Linked DNA regions of Hordeum vulgare: region 2 is linked to region 1. A link is a contact called in public HiChIP or PLAC-seq data. All regions are on one chromosome and are shown on one strand. The core of a region is the stretch at or near the end of the contact, and the rest is flanking DNA. Distances in the headings are between cores, read along the strand shown.

Region 1 (3,354 bases), core at 832-3,331:
TTCCCAGCGCCATCCTTTGTCCCTTCGGTTCTCACCGACTTTAGCCTACCTATGGCATATGTTGTGAGTATTCACCGACATATATAGATTGCTATAGACTGTTCTGTTTGAACAGATTGATATCATAGTTTTGTTATCTACTTATCCTAGAGTTTCCATAGCTTATGTTGGTATATATAAATTGTGGAAATGGTATTATACAATACCTAATGTTTGAAAATTATTATGAAAATTGTCTTGGCGGTACATGAGGTGTTGATTTACTTTTATGTGTACTAACCTATCTCACAAGGTCTTTTCAAGTTTTGTGTGGATGAAGTGTTTGAGACTTAGGTGAAACCGGTATATGAGAGGATTTAACGAGATACATAGCTCAAGCTTGGGGATGCCCAAGGCACTTCAATTAAATATTTCAAGAAGTCTCAAGCATCTAAGCTGGGGGATGCTACGCATCCCATATTTCTTCATCAACAACTATCGGTTAGAAATGGAGAGTCCACGAGATTCTAGGAGGATACGTGGGTGGTGAGACGTCTCTAGCCATACAATATCCATCTCTCTATAATATTGTGCAACGTAAGGAGGTGTACATTGCCAGAATATTACAGTCTAATTCTCTAAATATTCAATTCCAACGAGCTTTGATAGGTCATCGATGGGAGACTTGGTTACACTTAGTGAGAAGACTCATGGATGTCTTGTTATCGGGCGAGTCCAATAGGCTTCATTGGAAGCTAACAACTAATGCATCTTTACAGTGAAATCGATGTATTTGAACCTCATTGACACAACACGAATCACCAAATCGATTCATATATGAAAGGTCAAAGTACCCTTACAATCAAAGTCTTCATGTGGTTTGTTCACAAGAAGGTGATTCTCACAAAGGACAATTTGGCAAAGCTCAGTTGGGAGGGAAATAAACGATGTAGCTTTTGTGATGATGATGAAGCTACCAAACACTTTTTTCTTCAATATCCACTAGCAAAAAAGTTATGGAAAACAGTTTGTATAACCTTTAATATAATACCTTCGGATAGCATTGAAACGGTGTTCGGGACGTGGCTAAATGGAGTGGACATTATTATTGCTAGACATATTCGTATACGAGTATGTGCATTGCTTTCGGCTATATGGAACTGGAGGAATGACATGACTTTTAACAGATAAACATATATAATTTGTTTGCAGGTACTTTACAGGATATGAGGGTTGATCCGTACATGATCGTTACTCACTTTTGCGTAAACCAGAGAACCTTTGGTTACTCGGTCTATCCGATGGGAGATGGTAGCTCGAGATATCTACAACCGGTTTGAAGGGCGGTCCAATAGTATGATAGATGGTTAGACATCTAAGCCTATTTTAGCCGGTTGTGGCACCTTCCGGTTTATTTTAGATTATTTTGCTGCTTCTTTAAAGTTTGCTCGAAACCGCATACTATTTGATTATTTTTTTCAATAAAATGGCTGCATGTATAGTATTGATGCAGAGACAGAAAGAAATCTTTCTTTTTTAGAAAAAAAACTACCACGTGCCATTCATTCAGTTGGGTCTCAGATCCTCGGCTCCAGACCTGGCCAAACGGGCCGGCACGGCACGACCCGTGGTAATCGGGTCTGGCACGACACGGCCCGCCCAGGCACGTTTATTAGTTGGGTTAGGTCCAGGCATGACCCGATTATTAAACAGGCCGGCATGTTGGCCCAATTAGCACGCTGGACCGTATTTTTTTTAGCCTTATGGGCTTATTTTTAGGCCTATTGGACCATATTTTTGTATATATATATTTAAAAAATCTAAAAATATATATATAAAAAATCAACAGGCCATACCATTTCGGCCCGCGTGTCCAGCCTTCAGACCCAGACATGACCCGAGGCGTGCTTCATGCCGGGTCTGAACACGATTAACCCATGCCGGCCGAATCCGTGTCATGCCACGCACGCGGCTGTCTGTCGGGCCAGCCCATTTACCGGGACCGTTTGGCCAGATCTGCTCGGCTCCTCGCTGGCCTCGTAGGATTTTCCCCCTCCTCCTCTCAGGGAGGTCTCACTCGATGGGGAAAGAGACCCGGTCTCGCCGTTTTTTCCCCCGGAGCTGCCGACATGCCGATCGATACGAGCGATGCGCACAGTGGAGCAGCACCCGCGCAGCGGACCTGCCGTGTCCGGCATACGTGGCCTTCTGGAGCGACACGTGTCAGCACCCGCCTCTTCTCCCTCTGCCGATTCGCTCTGCTTTTTTATTCGTCGGCGGTTCCTTGCTGGTCTTCTTGAGTTGGCGGACGGAAAAGAAAGAAACACGCCACAGAGTCCGGAGGGGAGACGTCGTGAAGTATTGAGTTTCTTACGTCGGGTGCGGCGGCGGCTCGAGGGCAAGTTGGGTTGGAGCCGTGGATCGGAGCTTCTCGCCGGCGGAAGTGGATTTCCTTCTTTTTCCTAGGGAAGCGACGGCCAGTTCTTGCGGAAATCTCCTACAGATTTGGCGTCCTGATCTTATTTCAGCGGACCTATTTTATCAGAGCTTGAGGCTTTTCCCGCCCCCTCTAATTACAGGTTCGAACCCGATTTGTTTTCTTCCCTTCAGAGTCCAGTTCATGCAAAAATACGAACTGAGCTTTCCTGTACCCAAGACCAAGAGACAAGTGTTTGGAGTTATCCTGTTCAGTAAAATAAGCTAATTCTTTTTTCCTTTTTTGTGCAAGGCATACTTGATCGTATTACTTTTTAATTTTGCACAGTTATTTGTTTATTGGAAAAGTACCAGTTAATCAGTAAGTCGATTCAGTTAGCTGAAAATGACACTAAAGGTCTCAAGTCTCAACTAGTGTTACTTGCTGCGCCAATTCAGCAGTTTCCAATTTTCTCCTCAATTTCTGCAAAGAAAAGAAAAAAGTAGGTGAACGTTAGTTATTTAGGTAAAAACGTTGCACTAGTTAGTCTTACTGTAAAGCATTCTTTCAGTATTACGATCTATGAGTGTATCGAGATATTTTGTAAGACTGAGGTTTGCATTCATAAATTTGTGTTCTGCCCACCGAGCACATTTCTCAGTTTAGCCAATAACCTTTGAGTCTATACATACTTTGCTTTCATGATATTTGTACATGTTAATGGTTCTAAAATGCAAGCGTAAATCGATTCTAGCATTATCTTTGTGCCGCGTGTTGATTAATTCTGTTCTTGTTGCAGATCGTACTTTGAGAATTTATTAAGTATTTGCAAGGTTAAATGATTGACCATTTCCCTCCAATCAAGGATGGTGTCATTGTTAAAAGGATGTAGTTTCTTGTCATGATTTCTTGAGCTCAAGATTCTAATTCAATTGGGTCATCAACGTCAATGATGGACT
Region 2 (3,286 bases), core at 551-3,050, 240 kb before region 1:
AGTAGCAACATCAATCTCAGAACATAGTGGATACTAGGGATCAATCCCCGTCAAAACTAACTCGATTACATGATAGATCTCATCCTACTCATCACCGCCCAGCGAGCCTACGAATAGATTACTCACGAACAATGAAGAGCTTCATGGAATTGGAGAGGGAAGAAGGTTGATGATGACGATGGCGATGATCTCCTTGATCCGGAGCCCAAAACGGACTCCAGATCTGCCCTCCAGGGCAAGAATGGGATGTGGCGGCGCCTCTGGATCGTGAAACGTGATGAAATCTTCTCTCTTTATTTTTTCCGGGACGAAAGGGAATAAATAGCGCTGGAATTGGGGGCGGCAGAGCCACGTGGGCCCCACAAGCCCTGACGGCGCGACCTAGGGGGTGGTCGCGGCCATAGGGCTTGTGGCCCACTGGCTCACCCCTCCGGTGGATCTTTGCGCAGGTATTTTTCATATTTTCCAGAAATATTCTCCGTAAATTTTTAGGACGTTCCGAGAACTTTCATTTCTGCACAAAAACAATACCATGGCAATTCTGCTGAAAACAGCGTCAGTCCGGGTTAGTTCCATTCAAATCATGCAAATTAGAGTCCAAAACAAGGGCAAAAGAATTTGGAAAAGTAGATACGATGGAGACGTATCATGGCTCAAGTACACGGGGGTGTGGGGGAGGGAATGACTCTCTCCTCTCACATGGAAGTGCCCAGTTCCCCTTGTAATGCCTTGCTCCTTTTCCCCGAAAACATGAGCGGGAAAGAGTGGCCATAGGGCGCCAATCCGAAGGGGGGCAACAGCTTAGACTAATCATGCTAAAGTAGTCTTTGTAACGCGCGGGTAGGGTCGACGATGACCTCCCTCCTGGCGCGTCAATCCGCCCTAATCTTCTTTCACCGGAATGGCAAGCTTTAGGAACCTGCTTTCGGAGGGACAGCGGATGCTGCACCTTAATCACCAAAGGAGAAATCCTCCCTGTCCGCGCTGCCTTGCGCGTCCTCTGCCATCCTTCTCCGTGCGGGTACGTCACCCACGTGATGGTCACGGGGCCCTGCGGCTGGCGCTGTACGCCCGGCCTCACGAGGCCACCTCACGGGAGGAGCCGCACGAGGCTACCTCGCCCCTGGCGACCTCAATAGTGCATGGTCTGATGACGAGGGGCCTTAGGAGGCTCGCCCCTCGCGACACGGCTCCCTTCGAAGTGGCCGGAACATGGCCATCTTCCTCGAGCCGGCCCAAGTGTCGCATCCTGGACTGGAGGCAGACTGGTTGTGGTAACCTGGTTCCTACTGGGCCGACAATACCAAAAAGAACAGTAACACACACGAGATAAAACTAGAAGCACGCCGCTCAAGGGAGAACGCATGTGAGATCTCTAGCCGTCCTCCACGTTATCTTGTATCTTCGACATACGCCCGACCCTTCTTCTCCCTCTCCATACCTTTTCCATCCCCTATGCACTCTTGAGTATTTTTTCCAAAGACTCCGATTCATTGTTTTTAGATAATCTTGCAAAATAAAAAATTACAATGTTTACAATGTTTACAATGTATTTTTTACAATGTTTACATGGACGAATAAAAAATTATCGGACAGGCCTAACTAGATATGACAATCAAATTCTTTTTTTTTTATATTGTTTGAATAACTTATCACATGTGTCACGTGGTATGGCGATCAAACCTTAATAAACCATACCTTGCAAGATTTGTGAGCCTCGACCCTCTTTCTTTGGATTTGGATGGACCAAGCAAGTTGCTGATCTAACGGCCCAAAGACAAGTGGCCAGCCCGTTAAGCATCGCCTTCCCTATTTCACCCCGTGCGCGGCGCCGCTCCTCACGAACCCTAGCTACAGCCCCTTCGCGACACTCTACCGCCCTCCTCGATGGATCCGCAGCAGCCGGAGCCCGTCAGCTATCTATGCGGAGGTACCCCCCCCCCCCCCCCCCCCGCGTTCCCCCGCTCTCTCGTTCGTATTCTCGCTTGCTCAGATGTTACACGCCTTGTGTTGATTCGATTCTTCGACCACGAAGAGAAGCACAGTGTTTCGATTTCTCGTGCAAGTAAATTGACTTCCCCTCCGTATTTATTTAAACGAGTATGTGTATGCGTTCCTTCAGATTGCGGAGCTGAGAACACGCTCAAGACAGGGGATGTGATCCAGTGCCGCGAGTGTGGGTACCGCATCCTCTACAAGAAGCGCACCCGCAGGAGTATGGCCCCTTAACTTTATTCTTTCGATCTACTTAAATTTTCTTGTCACGTTTTAATATTTCATTTGCTAATTGCTTTGTGTGCACTTATCTGAAATACGGTTATAAATTGCTGTGTGCAATTACGTTTAGAAAAAGAAAAAAACAAGCTATGATACGCATCTAAAACGTTGAAATTCAGTTTCGAAGAACAGTATTCGCCATCTATTATCATTAAAGTGTTAACTATCCTCCTTCACCGGTGGAAATATTTGATCACATATTCATCATTGCATAATTTACAGCCGTAATTACTAATGCAATGGATATAAGTATGTGCCAGTTGTAGGTATTTACTGGATTGCTTATAAGCTCTGTACATACTTCCATTTGACTGTGGATTAGTTTCTGACTTGCTCAAGGCAGAATCAAGATCCATATGGAAACAGGAAGTTCAAAAAGTTACATAACCTCTTGAATCTTTGGGAAAAGTCGCATAACACCATTAAGCTGGAAACCTCATCGTTGATCCCGAAATTGCTCGCAAACACAATTTTTGGGGTAAAATATATGGTTTGAAGTTTATTAGGTTATGTGGATTTTTCACCAAGGTTTAAAGTGATTATCTAGATTTTTTTAGAAACTTTGGAACATATATCGTCGAGGTACTCTTTGACCAATCATACTTTATTTAGGTCAGTTTATACCAATGCACAGTGTATGTACCTTGTGCTTGCTTCCATTTACTCGTGCAATAGTTTGTCACTGACTCAAGCTAGATTTAAAAACAATACTGAAATGGATTTTTTGGAGCAGTGTACACAACCTCAAGAACCTTGGATAGCCGCTTACCGCCATCAAGTTTAAAACCACATTTTCTACCCCAAGGTTTTGTGCAAATACAATTCTAGGCGTGAAACTGTACGGTTTAAAATTTATGAAGTTAATAGGTTTTTGTTTCACCAAAGTTCACATGGTTTTCTAGGTTTTTTCATAAGAATTTTCAAACATAAATGGTTCAAGATTCTCAAGGACCAATTTATTTATTACTTTGTCAACAATCCCTTAGCTGAACCATCCTTTTTATTTGTT

The links. HiChIP or PLAC-seq counts read pairs in DNA pulled down with a chosen protein or histone mark.
Region 2: a contact with region 1 is called in an H3K4me3 HiChIP or PLAC-seq map of embryo, with 9 times the contacts expected there. The contact joins the promoter of LOC123440254 here to the promoter of LOC123440218 in region 1. A contact is called at or near these places in 1 of 6 Hi-C or Micro-C datasets (seedling) and 1 of 1 datasets of contacts at active chromatin or transcription factors (embryo).

What each region holds. Positions count from the first base shown.
Region 1 is chr1H:397,452,303-397,455,656 of MorexV3_pseudomolecules_assembly, reverse strand. It overlaps LOC123440218 (diacylglycerol kinase 1-like), which reads left to right and starts at 2,081. Exons shown (of 8, transcript XM_045116793.1): 1 at 2,081-2,558; 2 at 3,195-3,354. The coding sequence starts at 3,345.
Region 2 is chr1H:397,693,772-397,697,057 of MorexV3_pseudomolecules_assembly, reverse strand. It overlaps LOC123440254 (DNA-directed RNA polymerases II, IV and V subunit 12), which reads left to right and starts at 1,800. Exons shown (of 3, transcript XM_045116835.1): 1 at 1,800-1,930; 2 at 2,123-2,215. The coding sequence starts at 1,888.